2 separate regions of the Mus musculus genome follow, and region 1 is linked to region 2. The links are chromatin contacts, called in public ChIA-PET maps. All regions are on one chromosome and are shown on one strand. Each heading gives the region's core, a stretch centred on a gene start, on an enhancer-like site or on the middle of the called end of the contact. The rest is flanking DNA. Distances are from core to core; before and after follow the strand shown. Region 1 has its middle 5.5 kb from the start of Gm32663. Region 2 overlaps Rap1b (RAS related protein 1b).

Region 1 (6,622 bases), core at 1,421-3,920, 180 kb after region 2:
ACAAATGTTCCCCTACCCCTGCCCCTTCCCCTAAGCCTCCTGAGTGAAACAAAGCAAAATAGAGCAACAACAAAACCCACTGCCTAGAATGGAGATACCCCATTCTCTTCTGCTCCCAAGAGTAGATCCTGACATGCAATTGTCTCCTCCTGTAAGAGTTAGCCCAGCTGGGCCTGGCAATCACCCGGAGGGAGACCACGCCTCCGGAAATCTGATAGACCTGAAGGAGTGTGAAGGGGACAGGAGGAATAATTATCCCCTTAATGAGATCACGCACTTATACCTCCCAGAAGCCCCTCCCTCAGGGTAGCAGTTTTGTAGATCTTCCCTGCTGAGTCCGCTCCATTTTTGAGTTCTAAATTCAAAGCACGTGCTATTCCTCCTGTTTCTGAATCTTTTCAGTAGCCCTACTGTGTGCTCTCCTGGCCTAGGGCCCTACTGTGTGCTCTCCTGGCCTAGGTCACACCTTCCCTAACACTCTGGGCTTTGACACCTCCTCCCGTCCTGCAGCTGGCCTCCATCACCGAGCATCCTGGTTTTCTTGAGCCCTGTCTCTAAAGGAATACCATTCCCATTTCCATACCTCCCCTTCTTACAGCTTGCCCCCACTGCTGTTTTTCTTTCAAGAGCTAATAAAACGGTCCTTGAGCTCCCTTCTGGGTCTGTTTTTAAAGCCTTTTATTAATGAGACTAAGAACCCCAAAGGGAACGCAATGTTCCCGGTAGCAACGTTGAAAACAGCACTGCCTTATATTGTATCATGGAGCTAATGTTAGGCAAGATACCCTCTGCAGCTTCCGGCTCCGTGTGGCACCTGGGTCCTGGACCGGAAGGCTGCAAATCAGTGGTCAGGAGCTCTTCGGGCTGGTCCATGTATCCTGTCAGTCACAAGGCCTGGAGACCTATTCTTAGACTCTCAGTTCTTATAGACCTTATTAAAATGGTAATATCCTTGCTGGCATCAATCACTGACAAATTATGCACGGGAAACTTGGGCTCCGGTTTGCAGAACAAGCTTTTCTGGAGGGGATGGTTCACAGGGAAGTGCTGGGAAGTGGTAGCCATTCCTCAGGGAGTGAAAGGAATATGTAGAGTTTGAGGGGTGAGCAGGGCAGCCATTCCAAAAGGCTCCAGGAGAGGAAGCTGATGGGACCACGCTTTGTCTCTGTTGCCTGCTCCTCTGCTAGTAGGCGATGGTTGAAACTATCCGAGGTAGAACAGAGACTTGATCCCATATTCTACAGTCACGATATTAAACATTGGAGATAGTTTATGTGAAATATATCACTAAGCAAGCTTGTGTCTGTGAGAATATATGTCATACATCTAGATGGCATGGTCCACTATATCCCTAGGCGTGTGTGTGTGTATGCATGTGTTTGTATGTTGTGTATATGTATGTGTGTGTATGTATGCATGTATGTGTGTGTATATGTATGTGTATGTATGTATGTATATGTGTGTATGTATGTATGTGTGTATGTATGTATGTATGTATGTGTATATGTGTATATGTGTGCGTATATATGTGTACACACTTGTGTATATGTGTATGCATGTGTGTGTGCATGTGTGTATGTGATATTGCCTATTGCCACGGTGGGGGAAAATAGCATGAGATTAAATCAAACACACACACACACACACACACACACACACACACACACACACACACCACACTCAAGAATGACTTGGATCTCAGGCTGGTCTCAAACTTGTTCTGTAGCTGAGGTTGTCATTGAACTCCTGATCTTCCTGCTTCTGCCTCCCAAGTGCTTGGACACCAGGCATGTACTAGCATGCCCAGTGAGTCCTTTATTGATATTATCGAGTATAGTCTGTACATAGCTGTATGTGCTTTGTTTTTATACTAATAGCAGTTCAGTGAGTTTGCTTGGCCAACTTCATCATGGACATGTGTATTCTATGAAGGCCATGATGCTAAACCCCTGAAAATGTTCATCTCTATTATAATCTGTCCCACCCTGACAGAAGTATTACATGGCTGGTGCCTTGTTTGTACTAGAAACTAGAAAGAACAGGTGTTAGATGTACTAGCAAGAAAAGGAGTGTTCATTAGTGGTGAGGAAGGGAGTGCCAGGCTATTTGTAAAGCTTTGTATTTTAAAGTTGTAAATTATTTATAGGACTTTAAATATGTTGATAGAACAAATACCAATCTAATACTTTAATAGGCTATGGTGAGTAATATAGGTTCTTTTAGTGGGAGAAATTAGAATACTGTGTTAAATCATTCTTTATGGAGACACATGACTTTTACCACATTGAGGAAAAAACCCAACCTTATTGTCTTAACAGTAGCTGAAATCGAGAGTTCGTAGATGTTATAAGTGGTTCACGGAGCTGTAATGTGAGATGAGAGTAGATTTATCACTGCCTCTGATCATTGAATTTATTTCTTCTATTTATTTGGTACTTATTGTTGGTCTTCCTCGCTTATTATATTCAGATCTTAAATATTCCTCAGAGGGGCTTTCGTTAAAGGCTTGGCTGCCAGTCATACTGCTTTGGGAATATTGTTGTTATTCGTGGTCGTGGTGGTGGGACCTTTAAGAGGTGGGGACTAGCGGAAGGAAGGTATGTAGTTGGTGGTTTCTCCTTGAAGAGACTGCTGGGCCTCCAGCCTCTTCCTTTTACTCTGCTTCCTGGGCACAGGAGGCAGCAGCTGTACTCCCTGACACGGCGTCTGTCTCACTACGGTGATAGGAGAGTAGACAGTGAGGTCAACACTGGCAGAAATGTGGACCAGAAATCTTGCCTCACAGCAGACGCTATGCAAAGGACTCAGAAAGGTCCCAGCTGTGGGCAGGACACAGGCAGTGCTGGGTCTCTCACTTTCCACAGGGCAGATATTGGAGTCCTGGCAGATAGGTACCAGACTCAATTATTCACTGATCAAACTATAATCCAGAGACCATGAGTCAGCCCCTCCAAACCATGAACACACTAAGTCTTTTGTCTCTATAGGTTGATGTATTTCAGGTGTTTTATCACCAGGAAGGATCTGACGGAAGCAAGCCTGTGGTGAAGGGCGGGCCTGTTTCTCCATCCTCTACTGTCTTTCTGACGTCCCTGCACGGTGCCCAGTAAGATTGGCCTGTATTCATGGAATGAAGATTTATAATCCAGTCTCACCCATTGGCTCGAAATTACTGCCTTCCTAAATTTAACTACTAAAACGAGGTGTCTGGAAATCTTTAAAACAAAGACGAAGGCTTGATCTTGGCATGGTATTCATCATGAGTACATGTGCTGCTGGACAGTGGCTAGTGTAGCTTCATGTTTCCACATCTGTTATTTTAAAATAAATTATTCAGTGCTGCTAGATTACCTCTAAATGGTATCAATCAATTACAACTGGGGTGCTTGAGTCTTGAAGGAATAGACTTTTTTCTTTTTTTTTCTTTCACTTTTGTTTTCTTTCTTTCCATCCTTTCTTTCTGTCTCTGTCTCTCTGTCTCTCTGTCTCTCTGTCTCTTTTTCTTTCGATTAGATTGACTAAGTTCTTATCTCTTCTCCCCCAGGAAATATTAAAACGACTTGGCCTCTTGCCAGACTCTTTCCCTCCCACCTCTATAGAAGATTTAATTAGTGTGCACATTATTTGGGTTGCTCATTCCATTACTGCTGGGCAGGGGGCAGAGGAAGGCCCTTGAATAAGGAAAGTGAGGTAAAGCCCCACCCCCATCCTCAGAGAAGTGAAGTCTCCTGTCCCAGCTTTTCCTGGCAGTGAATAAAGGCTCCTAGGGGATGCTGAAGGCTTGCGTTTCTGTAGAAGTCCCTGCCAGGGCTTTCCATACCGAAATGAACCATTGTTGCCTGTGTCAGGTTTGCTCTTCATTTGCGTGGTGTATTTCTTCTGCGTCGGGGGTGTTACGGAAGCCCTAACCTACTGTGTTCATTGTCACAGATTTAAACGTTGGGTTTTCTGCAAGGCCACAAAAAAATGCTGTTTAAAGACATTAATGGGTAATTAGCATCTTGGGTTGCTGCAACATTTGGTTCTAGGACACATCTTAAAGATTATTAAGAGAAAAAGATTTGCTTTTAAAACTGGATTTGAGCCGGGCATGGTGGTGCACACCTTTAATCTCAGCACTTGGGAGTCAGAGGCAGGCGGATTTCTGAGTTCGAGACCAGCCTGGTCTACAAAGTGAGTTCCAGGACAGCCAGGGCTATACAGAGAAACCCTGTCTCAAAAAACCAAACAAACAAAAAACCAAAACAACAACAAAAAAATGGATTTGATCAGTGCATGCATAGAAATATCACACCAGACATCCATCCATCCATACATCCATACATCCATACATACATAAACAATTAGTACATGATAGTAAAAAACCAGAAACAAATACCATCTTGATATGCCAATAAAGTGCCTGGGATAGGATGACTAGCTTGCTACTAGTTAGCTAGTGACCTTGCAGTTTTAAAGGGGACAGTCCCGTATCTTGGGACCCTTGTCCGTCTGGATAAATAGAGAACCTTGGTCACCCTAATTGTCTCATGTTGCTGAGAGACCTTCTCGGTATCTCTTGATTTTGAGTATCAGTATCAGTTGATTTTGAGTCCAGCGTTGTGTTTTCAAGGGTAAAAAAAATCACAACCACAGCCAAGGAACCGCAGTCAATAGGTAGCTCAAGCAGCAAAGGAGCTGCTTCACGCAGAGTTCTTTGAAGCAGTGTCGTTTGGAAGCAGTTTAGGATTTAGATGTTTGTAAGTTGCTTCTTTTTGGCCCAAGAGACTCAGAATCAAGCTCAGAAGCATTTGGAAGCCAGAGAACTCTGAAGAATTCCAACAGGCTTAGCACAGCTCATATTTCAAGATTGAGTCCAGAGTAGCTGATGATCATACTGTTGGTATCAATTGTTCCAGTGAGGGGCTGGAGTGATGACTCAGTGGTCAGGAGCACTGGCTGCTCTTCCAGAGGACCAGAGTTCAATTCCCAGTACTCCCAACTGGCCATTAATCTAGTTCTGGGGATCCAATGCCCTCTTCTGGCCTCCACAGGCACTGCATGCACGTGGTACACAGATACACACGCAGGCAAAACACCAGTCCAAACAAAACAAAACAAAACAAAACAAAACAAAACAAAACAAAACAAAACAAAACGTTTTTTAAAAAGACACCAGTAAAACCTTTCACAGAGTGGAAGAATCGCTGCTACACAACAGTTCCATAGATGAGAACCAAGTTTCCACTCCACAGAGATCGGACACTAAAAAAAAACATTCCTCCCACCATGCTAGAGACACGAATGCAGAGGGATGGAAGTCAGCCATGCTTGCAACAGTTGACTCCATGTTTTAGGCACCCTCTTCTCTATCGCTGACCCCTTGAATATTTGCTCAGGGACTCTCTCAACTGGTCTGACCCTCTACCCACTTTTGTGACAATGCTTTACATTTTATGTGCTGTGTCCATCAGTGGGACCCACAGGAGTGACCCAGAGAGGCTCAGGGAAATGGCGTGCTATCAGTAAGATGGGTTAGATGGCAGTGTGGGGGCAGAAATGTGGTGTGAGAAGCCGCCAGAACACCACCAGAAGTTCTTTGGTGAGTTTCTCTCTATGGCATCACCACAGCAAAGCTCAGCAATGCAATGTAAGGCGAACCAATACACACATGCTGTTAGCAAAGAATGGCGAGGTGGAGCAAAGCAAACCAATGCTCTATCTCTGTCTGTGGGTCATATCCATATTCCTTCTGAACATCATGTGTCCTTTCACATGTTTGCTATAGTAAAACATCCTCTCACCTGTGTCTGCTTCAGCAAAACATTTGACATACTGGCTTCTCAAAGGAACCAGAAGTTTCCACTTCAGTAGGATATTTGATGTTTGATATTTGATCTGAGAGCCACTGGTATAACGGAATGAGCAAGGGTTTACCATCAGATGGAGTCCTGGCTCTGCCCAGTACTAATACAAGACACAGGTGAATCTCAACTTCTTTAGGAGTCAGCTCTTCATGGTTGTGGTTAGAACAAGCAAGACAATACATGTACAAAGTTCTTAGGAATATTAAAAAGGAAAAACAAACCCACTTGTATGTATGGACCATCTTTGGACACCTACATATTAAAGGTGGTCATAGTTGCTGGTAAGTATTGGCATAAATTAGGAATCAAAGACAATGGTAAACTTTCTTGATGCCATCCATACCTGCAAAGGATCTTTGATCTACACAGGGCTGAATCATAAGACTTGTATCGGATGGTTCCTAGATTCCTTTATCTTAAAAATTCCATGAATCCATTAAATGTGATATGAAAATCTGAGATGTGCCCATGTCTTAGTTAGGGTTTTACTGCTGTGAACAGATACCATGGCCAAGACAACTCTTATAAGGACATTTAATTGGGGGTGGCTTACAGGTTCAGATGTTCAGTCCATTATTTTCAAGGTGGGACCATGGCAACATCTAGGCAGGCATGTTACAGGAAGAGCTGAGAGTTCTACATCTTCATTTGAAGGCTACTAGCAGAATACTGGCTTTCAGGCAGCTAGGATAAGGGATGAGGGTCTGATAGCCCATACCCACAGTGACACACCTACTCTGACAGGGCCACACATACTCCAACAAGGCCACACCCAC
Region 2 (6,797 bases), core at 904-3,403:
AAGCACAGGAAACACTTTAATTTGTAGGAATAGATTATAGCCTGTGAAACATGTAGCTCTTAAGTATGCGGTTAAGGTCTGCCATATGCCAGCATCCAAGTACCCTATACTCTCATCAAGGTTTAGAGGATTGAATTATTACAAGGCACTTTTTCTTGATGGTGGGAATATCTTCTTGTCATAAACACACCACCACAGCTACATTTCCTTCTGTGTCAGAAACAGGCTGCACACCTTAGGGAATCTGTGGAGACATGTTCTAGAACTTTAGCTATACCAACTGAACTACCCCTCACTTATGAAGGCAGTTAAAAGCATCAAGACAGGGGATGCAAACAGCCCAACATGTTCTGAAAACTGAAACTTATTAAGAAATCTTCCTTAGGGACACACTGGTCAGTGTGTGTGCGTGCGTGCGTGCGTGCGTGTGTGCGTGCGTGAATTACATAAAAAACCCTCTCTGAAAGCACCGCCTCAATATGTTTTTGTGTATTTTTCAAATATGATACAGATTTTTAAAGGTCTGACTATAATGTCACAATTTGCCTACACATACACTGCCCATAACTAGGAAACCTATTAACAGTATTGAGTATTCAACCAAAGGAAGATATAAAGAGCTACATTTTCTTCTTCCTTGTGGCTTGGTAACCCAAAAATCTCCAAGATGCTTCATTCAGTGAAAACCCTTTTTTCTAATTTCTAAATAGGGCAATAGCAGGGCTTTCTCTCCAACTATCATCCAAATTGGGGGAGGGGGGAGGGAGGGAAACGGTCACGAGAATTAAGCTTGGGAAGTATAAAAAGGACAAAGTGGGGTATGGTGCTGGAGTTGAACTCAGGTCTTCTTGTGTATGTTAACTCACAGAGTCATCTCTTCAGCCTCAAAAAGCAAGATTTTAAAGGCCTGATTATGCCTGATTATTTTTCCAGTAAAATTCTATGCCAAAGAGTCTACAAGTAGCTACAAATGCTCCCCTTAGAATGTCGGTAACAAGCAGTTTTCTTATCCTCAAGTTGTTTAGTTTAACTCTCCTCCCTCAATTGGAATTCTTCGATGTTAAATTACAAAGGGCTAAGTAAAACCCCTTAACTACTAGTTCCTGATGTCAAGGGATGCTACTTCTCCCACTAAACTCTGCAAGTGAGATGATGCCTGACTTCTTTCCGCCTCCAAGTCCCAAAGTAGCACCGCAACGGTTCCTGATGATCACCAACGTCTCCTTTCGCTTCCAAAAACTTTAACTAATTCAGTGTCAGGACACACAGCCTAACCTGCTGGGCACAGTAACAGAATTCAGGACTGAGCAGGTTTAAAAATTATCTTTCAAGAAAAAAAGAGGCCCAGATTCCTGTCAAAAATAAAACTCTTAGCCAGGTGTAGTGGAGCCTCTGCTTTTGGGAAGCTGAGGCAGCAGGACGGGGGAGTCGGGGCCACAGTGAGGCGGCCTCACAAACCAAACATAACGAAGAACCAACCAACATGAAGCTGCTTACAGCATTCTGTCCGTTCTGACCAGATTTAGTACCACAAATAGGGAAAAGGTCTCTCCTACCACTTCATGGGTTAGTATTAACAGTTCCAGTAAATAGAGCTATAATCCCAACCAATCCTGCCAAATCTTTTACTGAAATCTTCAGGAACAAAACCTGACCTGCAACTCAAGACCATGTCTTCCAGTTCTGTTACACACGTCACCTTTGCGTTCAGGACCTGATTGCAGGGAATGCATTAACTGCACTACAGGCTTCTCTCAGCCGAGTGACCAGATAAACAAGGCCCTGACCCAAAACAAACAAACAAAAATCCAAAACAAACAACCCAACCCTTTTTTCTTATTAGACACGTTGCTAGCTCTCCAGGCAAGTGCACTTACTTGTCAGGCTTCCTGTGCAGGACAGTTTAGATAACTGCATTATGAATATTAATTTACTACTTGCTATAGATAGTAGACTATGACAGGAAGGGTTTAAGGTAATTTTTATGATAAACTAGAAAAATACAGTAAAAGTTAATGCTGGACTGGGCATGACCTTTGTCATTATTTGGCCTTTCTGTATGTGTCACTTCCTTAACGGATAGGATTAACAGAATCCCTTCAGAGTTTCGAAGATCAAATGAAACACAGTGCCCAAAATGTTAAGCGACTGAGCAACACAGTAAGTAAGCAGAGAGTGAATATTAACCCGCTGTTCTAGAGATCCTAGCTACCTAGCTGTTCACAGTGCTTGACTTCAGACAGCCAAGGAACTCTAAAAGCAGCACTGAGGAGACACATGGACTCTAAAAGCTGAGGAGACACATGGCTGAAGCACTTGCCAGTCAGCTGTGACACCTGAGTTTGACTCCCAGCACCCATACAAAGGCTGGGGACTGTAGCCACTATCTGTAACTCCAGTGCTCTTCAGCAAGATGAAGGCAGACAGGGTCCCCAGAGGTTGCAAGTCAACTAGTCTTGCAAAGGTAGTGGCAAACAACAAAAGGTCCTAGTCTCAAACAAGCTAGAAGATGAGGACTGACACTGGAGGCCGTTCTCTGACCTCTGCATGTCAAGGTGTGCCACACACATGCCTGCACTCACACACATTTTAGCTATGATATATGTGGTGGCATGTCGGTAATTTCACTAGTCAGGAGGCTGAGACAGGAGGATCTAGGGTTTATGCCAGTATGGGCTAGACTATAGACCTCAAGAAAGGAAATGAAACAAAAAGCATCCAATTGTAAAGGCAACGGTCTGGGAGGAGGCAATCAGTACTGGTGACCCATCAGGATCTTCCATTCTCCACTGCATTTTGTGCAGACTTATTTTTGACAAAGAAAAAGTATGACACAGGAAGATGAACCAAACACACAAGTCCATTATATACTTGAGTTTCCATGATCACAAGGCGGCATTAATGTTTCTGTGTAAGACAAACTCTCACATAGCCCAAGCTGGCCTGGAACACTATCCTCCTGCCTCAGCAAGCATGCGTATTTTTGGTTTTGGTTTCTGTTCCTGCTCTCTTCCTTTCTTACAGGGCCTTGTGCCTAGCCTGGCCTAAATCCGGATCCTCTTTATCATGTCAACCTCTCTGAAGTTCTGAGACTACCTGTGCAATCAGTGTATTTAGCTGCCAGCTCTGCTTCCGGCAATGCCATCAGGTGTAGGGGCATGTTGAACAGTTATGTTCTACTTGGTCTTATTTTTCTAAGATTATTTTATGTGTACGACTGCTTGCATGAATATATGTATATTGTCTAAGTTCCTCACCTCTGGAATGGAAGTTACAAAGTTGTGAGCTTTCATGTGGACACTGGAAACTAAACCCAGGTCTTGCAAGAGCAGCACGTGCTTTTAACTGTTGAGTTCTCTCTAGCCCTAGCTTTATCTGCTGATACAATCTGCAATGGTTAGCAGCCAATTTACTGTAAGTTACATATCTGCTATTATTGAAAGATATTAACTTTTGCATCCTATGATTTATATAACAGAAACACATACAAATGCCAAGCCTAAGGAATAAGGAGGTACAGACCTTCCTAAGCACAGATCTACACTCCATATATGTCTGTGGTCAATAGTTAAACCACTGGGAAAAACAAGAGGGGGAACTTTTAGGCTACTTCACATTTCATTAAGCTATCACCCGATAAGCTATATATAGTTTCCAACCAAAATTTCTGAATCAGATCACGTTCTAGTAAAGCCAAAATATGACACTAGACATTTAAAAGCCAGAGTGCCCCAGTGCCCTCCAAGCAACACTACTTACTGGGTATTCTAATGCCTTGGGAAAGTCCACTAACAATGGCATGTAAAAAAGATGGCTACAGAATAAAATATATGTTGATAGGCATCTACTTGGTCTTACATGTCTTAGTTATAAAAGGGAATAGAGCACACTTGCTCTCAAGAAGCCTTATAGGGAAAGACAAAACAGAGACTAAGCGAGGGATATGGCTCAGTGCTTGGCTGTAACCTAGCATCAGGGTGTGGGTTCAAACTGCAGTGCCACCAAAGGTGGGAGGAGCGTGTGCTATGAGAAACACAATGAAGACTTCAAGTGGAAACCAGGAACTGACTTATAGAGAACTACAGCGTTTCAATAGAAAAGAATATACCAAGGCCAAAAGGAACAAAGGTATCAGAGGAAGTCTAATATGGAATTAGAACTCTTCAGAATGAAGCCTGACCATCACACAGGCACAGGAAGAGGAAAGAAACAACACCAAGTATTTACAGGAACACAGGAAAAAGCTCTGCTCTGAAAACCGCTCAGGGGCCTTGACTCAGCAGACAACCTAAAGGGTAGTATGTTATATTGAGAAACGGAAAATACTTAAAAATCAACGTAAGAATTCTAATAGTACAAGTATCTAGTAGTAATTTAATAGCAGGCAACAAAATGACACATCCAAATTATTGTGAATTTTTATTAAGATCAATATATAGACTACTCTTTTTTTTTGTTTGTTTTGCTTTGTTTTTTTATTTTTCGAGACAGGGTTTCTCTGTATAGCCCTGGCTGTCCTGGGACTCAGAAATCTGCCTGACTCTGCCTCCCAAGTGCTGGGATTAAAGGCGTGCACCACCACCGTCTGGCTTATGGCCTATTTTTAAAACATGAGCCCCAATTCGGAACAGAAACCCGCTTTATAATAATGAAAATCAGAAAAAAAGGGCCAGAAATAATATAGCACAAACAATATACCATATAGAGGAAACTGCAAGAAACTGACCAAAGGACCTTTAAGAAAGCTGGTGTTTCAACTTGATTCCACAGCATTGCTTGGATACTAAGTGTCTGCTGATAGCACAGCATCTGCTGGTCAAGGCACACTGAAGTTGCAGTTGGGTAGCTACACTGCTACAGAACACAGCACCTCCAGTGTTTGCCTGAGGTCTCACACACAGGGGCAGGCATCCCTACCTCACCATAACAACTGCTTTTAGGTTAGCCGTGATGATGGCACAAATTTTAATCTCAGCACTTAGGAGACAGAGGCAGGAGGATCTTTTTGAGTTCTAGACAGTAAGAGCCACATGTTGAGATCCTGCCCATAAAACAAAACAAACACAAGAATGAACACAGGATAAAATTCCCTCCAGGCTGTGTGACGTGCATAAATTGTCTCGAGTTTGTCCCAATGCACACTAACAGTTAAAGTTAAGACAATTAAATATCCTGTGGACTAGGGTCTAGGTGTCATGATCAATGCTGTATAATTAAAACTTAATGCAGAGCCTGGAACAGAAAAGATACTTAGGGGTCGAACCTGGCATCTCCTGGGCAAGCATTCCATCACTGAGCTGCATTTCCAGCAGCTGCAAGCTGTGTTTGGAAACAGCTTGACTGGAACACAGTCACGCCATTCAATGAACATCATCTTTGATTGTCACCAGGTTAAAATGGCAGAGCTGAATGGCCCTGATAAGGATGTCAACAAAGTCTAAATTATTATCCTGCCCTTTACAGAGGCTTGCAGGCCTATGTCCTGTAGTATAGACCCTTAAAGAGATGAGGAAGATTCTGCCTATTACTTTAGTGGAGACAAACTGGTATAGAGCTCAAACATCAACTCAAGTTATTTGCTGCCTGCTGGGCAGTGGTGGCGCACGCCTTTAATCCCAGCGCTTGGGAGGCAGAAGCAGATGGATTTCTGAGTTCGAGGCCAACCTGGTCTACAGAGTGAGTTCGAGGACAGCCAGGGCTACACAGAAAAGACCCTGTCTCGAAATACCCTCCCTCCCCCCAAAAGATATTAGCTGCCTGTCTCTATGAGCAGCTCCAACCCAAGGGAATTGAAGGGAAAAATTCACACACACACACACACACACACACACACACACACACACACACCCGTGAGGGGAGGGAGAGAGGGGGGAAGAAAGAGAGATAAAGGGGAAGAGAAAAAGAGAGGGGGGGGAGTGAGAGAGGGGGAGAAAGAGAGGGGAAGAGAGAGGGGAGAGGAATAGGGAGAGAGAACCCCCCCACACACACACTTAGCAACGTCTACTGTGGGTTAGGGACAGGAACAGCAGGGTTAAACTTTGCAAAGAAAGATGAAAACTTGTCTGAGAGGAAACATGAACTATCTTTTTGCTTTGTAAAGATTTCCTTGACTTAATAGAAAAAGACGTCCTAATTCTTCAGATCTCCACCGTCAATTCTTCGGTAATTTACATCTACTCATGTTTAAGCTCATGTAAGTCATGGATGGTAGCGGTAAAACTCCAAAGGAATAGCTTGCTGGGGGTGCAGAGAGAAGAAGAAAGCCCATGATGTCCTTGGTTTCCATAATTCAGTGCAACCATCCAAAGCACATGGCTACTACTCATGAACCAAAAGACACCCCCGACACTGACAGAAGAGTGTGCACTTACATATCTTAAGCAAGTTCTAACTCTAGTTTGGAGCACTGGAGCAAAGGTCTAAGAAATCAGAAATCAGGCTATCAGTAATAACAGATTTATTAGTTAAGAGGAGGGAGTTCTGAACAAATCACACCCATTTCTGTGAATGGATGAACACCACACATACTTCTTACTATAAACATCTAGTTTTTACAACACACTACACCTCACACAAGGATGGGTAAACTCATTTATAGTCTGTTTCAGCAAAAGGCCGAATTCAGGAATGAATGAATGAAAAAAAAAAAATATATATCTCCAGTGTCTTCCACGGGACTAGAAACTATGGCTACAGAAATCTTTCCATTCTCATTACCACATAACTAGGACCAAGTGACATGTCTCAGATGACTGTCCCCAAATGCACTAAGAAACCAAGAGAATGTCTTGGTTTTA

Evidence for each region. ChIA-PET counts read pairs in DNA pulled down with a chosen protein or histone mark.
Region 1: an RNA polymerase II ChIA-PET map of effector CD8 T cells shows a contact between it and region 2, with 664 read pairs. The contact joins two enhancer-like sites. A contact is called at or near these places in 2 of 15 datasets of contacts at CTCF or cohesin (CD8 T cells and large pre-B cells), 9 of 484 Hi-C or Micro-C datasets (the G1E-ER4 cell line, bone marrow-derived macrophages, embryonic stem cells and 3 more), 5 of 115 datasets of contacts at active chromatin or transcription factors (CD8 T cells, bone marrow-derived macrophages, effector CD8 T cells and 1 more) and 4 of 9 other capture datasets (adipose tissue, embryonic stem cells, liver and 1 more).

The regions. Positions count from the first base shown.
Region 1 is chr10:118,004,336-118,010,957 of GRCm38.p6, forward strand. No RefSeq gene overlaps it. Among named protein-coding and RNA genes, the nearest start is that of Gm32663, 5.5 kb to the right of the region's middle. Within about 2 kb of position 2,671, at least 55 of the 459 cell types and tissues checked have an H3K27ac peak or open chromatin away from gene starts, as enhancers often do. A contact at or near this core is called in CD8 T cells, effector CD8 T cells and regulatory T cells, where this site is marked.
Region 2 is chr10:117,826,973-117,833,769 of GRCm38.p6, forward strand. All of the region lies in intron 1 of Rap1b (RAS related protein 1b), which reads right to left. Among named protein-coding and RNA genes, the nearest start is that of Rap1b, 16 kb to the right of the region's middle. Within about 2 kb of position 2,154, at least 54 of the 459 cell types and tissues checked have an H3K27ac peak or open chromatin away from gene starts, as enhancers often do. A contact at or near this core is called in CD8 T cells, effector CD8 T cells and regulatory T cells, where this site is marked.